Linked DNA regions of Mus musculus: region 1 is linked to region 2. The links are chromatin contacts, called in public HiChIP or PLAC-seq maps. All regions are on one chromosome and are shown on one strand. Each heading gives the region's core, a stretch centred on a gene start, on an enhancer-like site or on the middle of the called end of the contact. The rest is flanking DNA. Distances are from core to core; before and after follow the strand shown.

Evidence for each region. HiChIP or PLAC-seq counts read pairs in DNA pulled down with a chosen protein or histone mark.
Region 1: a contact with region 2 is called in a FOXA1 HiChIP or PLAC-seq map of pancreatic cancer cells. The contact joins two enhancer-like sites. A contact is called at or near these places in 2 of 484 Hi-C or Micro-C datasets (cortical neurons and ventricular fibroblasts), 2 of 115 datasets of contacts at active chromatin or transcription factors (embryonic stem cells and pancreatic cancer cells) and 1 of 9 other capture datasets (embryonic stem cells).

Annotation. Positions count from the first base shown.
Region 1 is chr12:13,213,977-13,219,742 of GRCm38.p6, forward strand. It overlaps Ddx1 (DEAD box helicase 1), which reads right to left. Exons shown (of 26, transcript NM_134040.1): 26 at 5,331-5,652. The coding sequence ends at 5,522. Among named protein-coding and RNA genes, the nearest start is that of Ddx1, 32 kb to the right of the region's middle. Within about 2 kb of position 3,820, at least 40 of the 459 cell types and tissues checked have an H3K27ac peak or open chromatin away from gene starts, as enhancers often do. A contact at or near this core is called in pancreatic cancer cells, where this site is marked.
Region 2 is chr12:12,504,795-12,510,885 of GRCm38.p6, forward strand. The region is part of intron 2 of Gm34489 (a long non-coding RNA gene); the gene reads left to right. Among named protein-coding and RNA genes, the nearest start is that of Gm34489, 87 kb to the left of the region's middle. Within about 2 kb of position 4,712, at least 39 of the 459 cell types and tissues checked have an H3K27ac peak or open chromatin away from gene starts, as enhancers often do. A contact at or near this core is called in pancreatic cancer cells, where this site is marked.

The DNA.
Region 1 (5,766 bases), core at 2,570-5,069, 710 kb after region 2:
CAGTTCTGCTTCCATCACCTAAGAAGCTATTCAGTCATAGTAGAAGGTATATAGCTGGAGAGAAGCCATTCACTGATAGCAGAAGGTATATAGCTGGAGAGAAGCTATTCAGTGATAGCAGAAGGTATATAGCTGGAGAGATGGCTCCCACTTAAGAGCATTTGTTGATCTTGCAAAGGACCTGGGTTTGGTTCCAGCACCTATGTTGGCTCAAGTCATGTATAACGCCAGTTCCAGGAGATACAATATCATCTTAAGAGCTCTACAGGTACCAGGCACATAAAATATGCAAACACATCAAAGAAAGTTTAAAAAAAAAGATAGGAAGGAAGAAAGGAAGAAAAATAGAAGTTACTTGCTGAGAAGGGAGATTCTGAAAGACCATCCACGTTTTGAGTGTTCACATAAGTCCCCATGAGCTGCCATATGAAGTGACTAGGCTCATTGTCCAAGCTGTGCAAGCCCACACATCCTGCCCTTGTCCTCACCCATACCCACCCACAGGCAGGCAAGTCCACCAGGGCCATTCCACAAATTTCTAGCATGCTCTCCAGGGGCAATGGTGTAATTCCTGGGATCAGCTGCATAGGAGGCAAGAAAGCCGGTGGGTGTCAGCAATTAGTTAATGTGATACCCACCTCACTTCGTTCAGAGCTGGCCTTTCAGAGACAGGCAAAATCAAAGGAAATGACTGAGAAAAAGCACTCCAAGTTCTGGAGATGTTAATGAGCACAGCAATTAGCGTAAGCACGATCCTGACATGTATGGAAAATCTTTATACGGAGAAGTCTCCAATGGTGGGCCCAAGAGAAGGCGTGGGGTGGGGGGTAGTCCACCATACTGTGACAGGAGGAACCACCCAGGCACTAGCCATGTGGGGCCAATTCGCTAAGGAAAAAAAAAATTCCAATTCACACTTCTTGGCCTTCAAGATCTAGGTAAAAAAAAAAGCCACAGACTCTGACAAATGTAATGGGGAAATAATTCCTTGGAATCTGTGAATTTGCTTAGATGGAAAAGAGGCAAGTCAGGTAATCCTTAAGTGACCCCAAGTGGTAAAAATACACCAACACATGTGTTCAGGCCTTTGTGGGTATTCACAGCGCGACACTAGCACCACCTAGTGTACAGAACTGGGAAGTGAGCCACAAACCCACACACCCTGACTCTGGTTGTCTCCATTAGCACATAGGTTTTATTCTGCAGTGTTTTCTTGGTGCTGGGTTGTGAGCCAGTGGGAAAACGAGTAACAATTTATGGATGGACACACATTACAAGATTTGTTATTACAGTCTACAGTACTAATACCAATATTTTAAGTAAACAGTATGTAATGATACGGATATGATCCAATTTCTCCAAATTGCCTGGCTTTTAATGCCAAACAAAATATCTCAAACTGTAGTCTGAGACTGTAAGCCGGTCCTCGCTCAAGCATGTCTCAGGGTTCTTTAGCAAGCGCTTGTAAGTCTGACTGTGGCTAAGCATGCCATCTCATGAACTTTAAATGGCTTCTACAGGGCTTTCTTGCTAGCCCCCTTTACAACAATTTCCTCACAGTAAAAGATCAGAATCAGTTCCCACCAGTCCAGTACCACTTTGTCTAAACACAGAATTTCCCTTTATGTCCAGTCAGACTTTAAGCAGCTAACATCTGCGAGCAGCCAGGGAATCACAATATGTGGGGAAGGAAAAGCCAAACTCATGATGGCCATCACTACTTCAACACTCAAGTAATAGTCTCTCCTCCTCTAATCAGTTTCTATCCGAGATTCTCTACAAAACCCTGAATGCACACTCATGCACATGTGCATGCATGCATGCATAGGGATGGATCAGGCTCCACTTAAAACAGCTTGCTAGCATCACCTGGGACACCCAAGGCCTACTCCATCCAGAGCAGTCACGGCAGAGTTCCTGGAGGCAAGGTCTAGACAGACCCTGCACTTCATTTAAGGAATCTGGCTCTCATGTCCTTTGGGCCATCTTTAGGGTAAAAATTTGCCATGAGAAAAGCTCTGAGAGCTACTTCTGTGTTTCTCTCAGTGGTCCTGGGTTCTGTCCTTGAACTAACAGACTCTGATGTGAGTAGGTTAAAGAGAAGTCTGTAACTCTTATTGGGTCCTGCAGACCTCCTAGATTGCAAAATCTTTCAGATTTCTCTCAATAGTTTAACTAGAAGTGGAATATCAGAAACAAAGAAACTAAGGCTTTAAAGAATTTTAAATGAATCTAAAACAACTGAACAGAAATTGACAGCAAAATACTCAATCTTTTCCTCCCTTAAAGGAACCAACCCCCTACAGTGCCCTCTCTCCCTATAAATCCCATCCCTCCTCCCCACCCCACCCCCCAGGAACCCCCTTTAGTTCCCTCATCTCTTCCTCCCTTGAAAGACATCCTTCACAATAGCAAACTAGTATCCCTCCCTTTCCTTCCTGGACCATTGCATTTTTGTTCCAATAGTCCCTCCTCCACTCCCACGAAACCAGATCACTTCGGGACTGCTACTAGTCCTTTGGAAAATGACATTATCTAGTCAAACGATAAGATTGCTGTAAGGAAATCTACCCTGGGTTTCCTTGTGCATTTACTCTTTTTTTTAATTTATTTAATGTATCTTATCAAATGACAATGAAGCACATAATTTCTCTAAGTCAAAACAAGGCAAGGAATGTGACGAAATGGTTCTACCCATTTCCAATTGGCCAGGAACCAATTCTTTTCTTTCTTTTTAAATCTGGGGCAGACTGAGTCATTGCCACATAGTTCTACCTTGAAAAGGGAAAAAAAGAAAAAAGAAAAAAAGACCGACTTCAAGCTTAGATCTTAGTTTATATTTAGCTTATAACCCATAATATAGTGGCCGGGTGGGGGTAGGAAGGGTGGGGGTGGTGGCAGTCACAGGGAAGGAGCAGGGTACAGAGTCAAGTGGGAAGTGCCTCCTATCTGCTTCTCACTAGCACTGATCTATACTCTATAAACACACAGCAAGGTTTAAGTACAACAAGTTCTATTTTAATTCATAAAATATATTCCACAAGGCTCTTCCTGGGTTGTTAGTGTGACTGTCAATCAGCACAACCCCTTCAGAAAGTAATCTGGCACTGGCGGTCTGGTCCTGGAAAATATCCAGTGTTCAGTCTTGAATTCAGTGTTCAAGACAACATTCTGAGAAGGTACGCACTGCAGCACTGTACAAGGACAATGGAAATAATGTAAATAACAAGAAATACGGTACGAGTGCCCCTCATCTACTGAACTTTCGCAGAACGCCTGATAGGCTGCTGAATAATGCACATTCTTTTCCTTTTCATGAAGGAACCACAGCTTAGAGAAGCTGTGACCTTGCGCTCTGATATACTGAAGCATGGGCTCATGCAGATTCCACCCAGGCCACAGTGACTGAAGCTCATATGCCTCTAAGTTCCCCTCAGTGCTCATCAGCACTGCGGGAGCGTTATGACATAAATTATCAATGGATTGTTACAAGCTTATTAAGAGTGGAAATACATCCCAATTCCTCAAGCACAAAACCACTCCAGTCACTATGCAGGGGTGACCCTCAGAATCAAAGCCCGAAGCCACACCCATCGAACACTGAAGTGGAGTAAACCATAGCATTTGTTTAGAGAGAAGAATGACCCAGACCTGTGAGCAGCATTTCAGCTCCTGTAGAACTGAAAAAACAAGGGACAATAAGGAAGCTGAGTCAGAAACAGTACCATTTACAAGTTAATATTTAACATGTTCTAGCCTTTGCAGGGCCTCTAGTGCTCTGAGGCAGACGCCAAAGTTCTGTGACCAAGATCTGACCATGCAGCAGCTCAGATAAGACCCAGTTACAGTACCAGACAATTCACAGAGAGTGGGCAGCTATTTCCTAGGGTCAGCCAGGTCCCTTATCAGGTCTTTCTGCCATTTCCCAAGAATCACACTAAACTAATAGTATCTACTGGCTCACTAGTACTGCTCCCATGGCCGAGTGAGGGGAAGGCAGAGGAGGCACAGAAGTGACAGCCATTCTTCTTATACCCTACTGATGGGATGCTGGGAAGGAGACCCTAGCAGACTCAGGAGTTCCTATTTGTAAAGGGAAGAAGGATGCAGTAGCATTTCTCAGGTTCAGTCATCAATGGCAAGCAGGCTTAATGAACAACTCATAGGCTTACCCCTGGCACAAACACTAGGAGAGCATTAGTGGGGAGGCGGGAAAAGAGACAGCAGTTTGGGTCAGGTCTCCACACTGCACACATGTACATCCCCCAAACCTCCACCGTGGGTCGGTTTACGTGACGCTTTCTCCCGCAACAGCTCAAAGCTAGACAGCAACTTGAACCACTCCTCAGCTGTCACTCAGCTCGTCAGCGTTGCTCTTAGCTGCCCAGTCACTACTGGGTTCAAAGGTGGTTCAGAGAACAAACAATGAAACCAAGGAATTCCAGAGCTGTTTGCAGTCCTATCATCCAGTAGCTCAGGTGGATTCTTTCTGGCTCTTAGTATTTAAGCAATGCTAAGTTCAGTACTGAACTTCAGGGCTGTATTTGCTACTATGCACGTAAGCATGCATTTCTACCTACAAAGAGCAGTCCTCACATGGCCAAGAGATGCGAGAGCAGTCCTAGGACATCTCTATAAAGTAACTGGTCTACAAGTTAACTAATGACCGGCACTGACAAATCCCTTTGTACAGAGTCTGGAAGGGAAGCATCCGCGGTGGCGCTCCCATTAGTGTTCCCTTGAGATTTTGCTGGACGATTTCATTGCTCTTGGGCAATCTCTAGGTAGAGAACACATCTACCCCTGAAACTACTTCCTCACCTAGGAGTCCAAAGGCTCCACAGAGCAATTCAATTATGTCTCGAAATTTCTCCTTGAGGTTATTTTAATCAAAGGACAGAAATTAACTGATTTTCGAACACAGAGACACAGCAAAGTCATTTTGTCCTTCTGTGAATCAACTGCAAAGAAAGGTTCTTGAAAAAAATTCAGAGACACCCTGTCACCAGCATTAGTCATCAATCCATACTGAATTTCCAAGCACCCTCCTAGTTTCCAAACCACCTTGAGGTCCTTGGCTTTTGTTTTACAGCTCTCCTCCAGCTTCATAATGTACCTAGACAGCCTGAAATATCTGAAAATCACTTCAGCGTAGCATCACTCCTGTGGAAAATTTCACTCAAAAGATATTCAGTCTGGGTTTGATATGGGTCCAGGGTCACATTTGTACATCCATAAACTATATTTCACAAGCCCACAGTGTTCTTAAAAGAAAAAAAAAAAAAAAAAACAAGTATAACTTTAAAAGAAGACACAAGCCTTCATGAAAATATAGTTGTCAAGTTTATTTTCATTGGGCTGCCATTTTATGGAGAATCGCTAAGGTCTGTGTTTCCTGACATGCGAGAGTTAGCCGTGATAGCTCGGTTATTGTAAATACTGCTGCTCAGAGAGCAGCACCAGAGGGTTAGAGTTAAGACTACAGACTTTATGACTCCAATGCTCCTCTGTCTACATGACGTCAGAAGGTTCGGAACAGCTGGTTGGGAAGGTAGCCAAGGTGTAGGAAAGAGGTCTGTGCTTCCTTTTCAAGGGCAGCCAACTCTTGAACGGTAGGTGCCAGGACATCCACATGGCCTTTGTAGTTTCCACCTGCACGAACATACAAACCAGGAGCAATGTAAGTGGCATGCTTGAAGCACTTGTCAGGAAGCCCTGCTCCCAATTTTATCACTTCAAATATTGTTTCCAGCAGTAAAAACTTGC
Region 2 (6,091 bases), core at 3,462-5,961:
TACAAAAAAGAGATAAATTGAAAGGATCTTGATATAAGATAAATGCATTGAACAGGGTAGATGCTCTAGTTTCATACTTACTGGTGTGATCAAATATGGTGACAAATGTCCTGTCTTTATAGGAGAAAGAAATTTATTTGGCTTACAATTCCAAGTTTCAGTCCAAGTTGTGGGGAGACAATATGAATCACTGCTTACTTACTTGATCTCAGATAGCTTTCTCCACTCTTGTACTACTCAGAACTTCAGGCCTAGGGAATGGTGCTGCCCACAGTAGGCTAGGCTTTAACAACCAAATCAGTTCTTTACATATAAACTCCCATATCAATCTGATCTAGGCAATTCCTCCTTAAGATTCTTTTCCTTAGTTATTCCAGTTGACTATTAAAACTCTCCATTGTAGTGGATAAGCCAGGATGAGCTTCTTATTCCAGTTTGGAAACTGTGTGGGTTATAGTAACACTTTATAAAATAAAGAGCATAGAGTTTCTGGAGGAGTATTCCCTTTGAAAGACAGGTGGTGAGTTCAGGTTATTAGTTTCTGTGCTGCTATAACAATCACACAAACTAAGTGGCTTGAAACAGCACATATGTATTATCTTATACAGATATTTACAATGAGAGTAGCTTATAATTACTATACAGTTACTTATAATGGAGATGGATCATAGCAAGTGATAATATCTGCTCATGTGACATGAGTATCAGTGTAAACATTTTAGCCAATAATCCTTAAGAATTTTAAATTTTGGTTCTTAAAATAATTTTAAAATTTTGCTCTTATGATACATTTATCAAAAACTAAAACCAAACAAACAAAAATAAATAAAACCACATAAAACAGGAGATACTTGGAGTTCTCATCACAAACCTGCAAACACCAAGACTTGAGGCTAATTCCTCATAAGAGTTTCAGAAACACAAGTCCATTGAAGAAATACTGTTTCTTGTGGTTGGGAGGAATGCACGGTTGGGAGGAATGCTCCTCTTACCCAAGGAGGGGCCCAGGCAGGAAACGTGAATAATTTCAAGAGATGTGCATAGATTCCTGCATGATAGGCTGCCTACAGGTCAATGAGGCATGTTTAAAGCTAGGAAATAACTCAAGGGCTTTCAAGGAAAGTTGGTGTAAGCTGCTTACCGTCCTTCCAAACTGAGAAAAGCATTGCAATTGTGAGTAGCGTGGAAATTTTTACAGTAGTTGAGATCAAATTATGTAGATGTTTTCTTAGTATTTTTATTATATTTTATAAAAGCACTATCTAGAAAAAGAAAGCTTAAAAATCCGGTCATTCTTCATAAACATTTGGCAAATACAGGTTAAGAACATAGATGTCATTGGTCTTGTGGAATGAGCAGTGAAGGATTGAATAGTGGGGAGTTAGAAGGGAATTTTTGTTTATTTTTAATCCCAAACTAAGAGATTACGAGTCTAGCATCAGCTTTGTGGAAAACTGATTTGTGATAAATGATAAATTTTGTGTGTGTGTATGACTATGCACATGCATGTTGCATATATGCAGGAGTGTATGCCCAAATGGAGGCTAGAGGTTGACATCAGGTGGCTTCTCTCATTGAACTCTCCACTTTATTTTTTTTAAGACAAGTTCTCTTGCTGAACCTGAAGCTTGCCATTTCTGCTAGAGTGGCTGGCCAGCAAGACCAAAGGGTATGTCTATCTCGGCCTTCCAGTTCTGGGGCTACAGACATGCTCCATTCACACTACCTGGCTTTTCAAATCTAAACTCAGGCTTTGGAGCACTTTATTCACTAAGCCATCTTCCCAAGCACTAAATGCCCTCCCCCATTTTTGCAAGAAGAAGCAGAGGGCAAGAGAATACTCTGTTGTTATCTTCATTGACTGAAAATAAGAAAAATATTTCTCTTTTACTATTAAATAATATTGCTTTACATTCATTGTAATACTGCATTTTCTATAAATAGCATACATGCATTTTTACATAAATTACTTATAGAATTTGAGTCCATCTGTCTCAGGGACCTTGTGCACACTGCTTCCTGCAAATGTCAAGCTTTTCTTCAATAGATGCCTATCACCATGGTGACAGTTATGCCTCTTCCATACTGAAGCTCCTGCTCTCATTTCTGTGAGTCGCTTCCTTCATAAAGTCCTCATAGTTCCCTGTACATAGCCGTATTGAGAGGGCCACTGACATAGTTAGTTAGATAATTCCTGTGTTCCCATTGCATTGTGTGTTTCACCAACACAGATCTTAATGTGCTTCTGCACTGTGTCTTCGGAGCCCAGCACACTGGGAGCCACACCGTAGGTATTGATTACATTTCTGTTGAGTAAAGGAGTAGCGGAATGAATAGGCTAATGAATGAGTGGGTAGGTGTGTGGATTTACTACTACTCTGTCCACAGTTGGAGGATTTAGCAGCATCTCTTCTCAGCTTTCTGACTCTTCCATTCATCAGTCTTGGTTTTGTCAACGCTAGTGGGGGACAGGTTGACTGCTTAAAGATTTGGACTCCTGGCTAACAAAGCCTTATACTGTTCAGAGAGCAAGCCTCAACTCCCTCCCCAACCTAGGCCCTCTTGAGAAACACTGAGAGAGGATGGTGGGTGGCAGTCATAATCATTTGCTATCCTAAAGTAAATTTGAAAGCCTTTGTAATGTGCCAATCTCACATCTTTTGAAAAACGTATACCCGAGATAGTGTTTAAATCAGGAACAGTGTTTAGTGTTTTGTTTCACCTGGAAAAAAACGCGAAGCAGAGGTTGTTAACAACAGAATGAAAAGGAGGGAGGGAGGCCTCTTGTGTAAAAGCCAAGTGCCGTGCTCCTGTGTGCATGCTGTTATCATCATTAATGAGAATAAGAGGTAGGTGTGTAATGCATGTTCCCATAGATCTATCCAGAAGATAATATGCCCTTCACTGAAAATTGCCAAGAAAGTGTGCATAAAGGCTTTTGATTTCTATTAAGAAAAGAATCACATAATATTTTAGGCTCTGAACTAATTAACTGTGTGTATAGATTCACAAGGTGCTTGCTTTGTACACAACAGGGTATTTCTAAGTCTACTTTCCCAAGAATCTAAGGGTCTATGGCTGGGGTCTTTGGATGTGACTAGACTTCATGGTAGAAGGGGTCATCTGCTGACCTCTTGGCATGCAGGAGGACTGAGGAACTCAGAGTAGGAATGGAAGGACCGGAATCCATTGGAGCAAAAGAATTATGGTAAAGAGACTTAATGTTCAAGTTCCGGCTGCATCGCCCTCCAACCTGCAGGGTTAGTGGCCCTGACACCTGCTAATAAGTGGTGATTCTGCACGTAAGAAAACAGATGCCAATGGGACAAAAACAATCTGAGAACCTGTGAGGGTAAAGCCAGGCAAGAGAAGAAAGAAAGTCTGATTTAATGTAAATATATTAAGAATATACATACTTTCTTAGTCAGTCTGCTGGATTTTGTTTTTTAATTTGGTATTCACCTCCCTTTTGATGCTTACCAGGCCCTTCGAGCTGCTGTTGACATTAGCTGATGTGTGGTCTTTAGCTGTGACATATGTAATTAACAAACAGGATAAATATACGCCTCACCATTCTGATATAAGTGGTGTAATTAGATATTTCTCTTTACATTCTTTAGAGAGAGATTCACAATCAGCAGAAGGATGACTGAAACAACGACCCAATGCATTTCCACAATTTAACAGAGACTCGTTCTCTAAGCAGCACTCATGCGAAGCCAAAGGGATTGTTTGCTATGAAGGCTTAGTGCCCCCTCCAAGAAGATGTATTCAGTTGAATTGAATTCAATTGACAACTCAAAGAAATCATTCATATTCAATTCAAAGTGCGGTTTTCAGTCGTCAAAAGTTGGAAGCCTGTCTTTTATTCAGAGTTTCCACATCGTGTAGGGGGAAGGGGTGTTTGTCTTTTGTTATTTCTTCTTCCTCCCTGTGCAATTAGACAGAAGCAATAGAGTCTCACCAAGACAGTCTCTCTGACTTTTTAGATTATAAGAATAATGTTAAAACAGATAGCTATTTGGGACAGAGGAGGGAATGAAGGAAAATCAACTCTTCGCCTTTGCAGTGGGGCTGCACACATACAGAGCAAGCACCATCCTTCGCCTTTGCAGTGGGGCTGCACACATACAGAGCAAGCACCATCTACACTAGAACCAGTTACCATCCAGCTTAATCCCCTCAACCTCAGTCTCCTTCACTTCTGCTCCAAACCCTCAGCTCATCCCATTGATGTTTCTAGTGTTCTCTGGATACGTCTGGATTTTCAGGCCAACTTAGCGAACAGGGAGTGTTTCCACTATTTTCAACTTGAAGGTATTTCTCTCTGGCCTGGTGGATAACTTGGTAACTTTGCTTCTTAAGGGTTAGGTGAGCCAGGGACACCCAAGACATGTCTGTAAAAGGCTCACTCGCAGAACAAGGAGCCTCATAATACTGCTTTTGCAAAGTGCAATAAATGCCCAAGTCTTGTGAGCAATAGTGGGCCCTTGCACAGGACAATTAAACATTAACAGGCCCTGGGGCCTTGGGAGCAGGGCCCAGCAACCCTTTGAAGCCCTGTTTGCCAATTAAACACCGTCTGACATTTGTGTCAAGGTGGCAGGGATCCAAAGCAGAGATAGGAACGTCAACCACTTCAGGGGCTTTCATTAGCTCCCCAGACATTCCTGGCCTGGCCTGTTTCTTTACTATTGCCAAATCCACACCCTGCTCGGGAACTCGGGGCTCTGAGAAAGTTTACTGAGATAAGCTTATAATGGAAATAGCACTTTGTCACCCTTTACCACTCGCTCCTTGTTCAATTATCTTTTATCTGTTTAGAGTATTTGCCAGCTCTCCCAACGCCCCCTAGGATGAAACTATTGGACCAAAAGCCCTCACTGGGGTTGTAAAGAGGTGTGGTGGGGGGGGGGGGTGGAGGGGGGTGGGAGGTGCCACTTTGTGTTTGCCAGTCTGATCCAGGAGCCCTGGACTCTCCCCATATTTTTTTAAACTCTATGAACATACTAGTAAAAACCTCTTGCATTTCCTAGTGTGGGGAAAACATTCTTTTGGAGGCAGAACAGCGGGCACTCGAGCTTCTCACAAGTAGTAAAATGGAACTGGATATCTGGGTGATGAGAATTTCACAAGTTACTAGGCAAGGTAGTGAGCACTAGTGTGTCCCACCCTCTACTCGAGGTGTCCTCTGTAAATGGGTGTCTAGCCTTGAAGTGTCATGAATGAAATTAGTTGAGATAGGTCTTGGTCAGATCTCTCACCACCATACCTTGTGATGGGCTAACTGAGTTACCATTGACATGAAGTGCCATACCATTTCTTTGATGCCTGAAGACAGTGAGGTATGTGATCATCTCAGCCCTGATGCCAGGATATAGGCTCCATTTCTGTTGCTGAGATAGATGCAAATGTGCATGGAAACTCCCCATCACGAAGCAGCAGTAACCTCTGCCTTCAAGGGAGAAGAATGCACTGACCCACTGCCAACTGGCCAAAGCAGGTGACAATGTATGACACATGTCATCATAGGTACTGCAGATGCTATCTACCCACACCTTACTTTGGCGGAAGATACCTGCCATGTTTTGAGGAAACTCAAGAGCCTTGTGGAGAATCCACTTGAGGAAGAAACAAAGCTACCTGCCCAAAGCCCACACATACCAGAGCCCCTCTGCCAAAAACCACCTGATAGAACTTGAAGACACAGTGCCACAGCCAAGCCAGAGATGGCATGTCCCTATTGACTGCTAACTCAGTTCAATCACAACACATGACTGCTCAGCCTATCTACTCGGTGAGTTCCTGACCTGTTGAAAAGGTGATTTAGTCAACATTTATGGTTTGAACCACAGTTTGGGGTTATCTGATATGGGGGTAGTAGATAGATAACTAATGCACCTCAACTAACTGCTAAGGAACTACTAAAGATCTTAGAGTAGAGAGACAAAAAAGCTTGGTCACTTACAAGCTGTGTGACCTTGAAAGATGCACCTGCTGTCTGTTGTATGGATGGACTTACCCATCCTTCAAGGCTCTTCTTATGTTGGAGTTCCATGTCTCTGCCATACTTGGCAGCATCAATGATCAT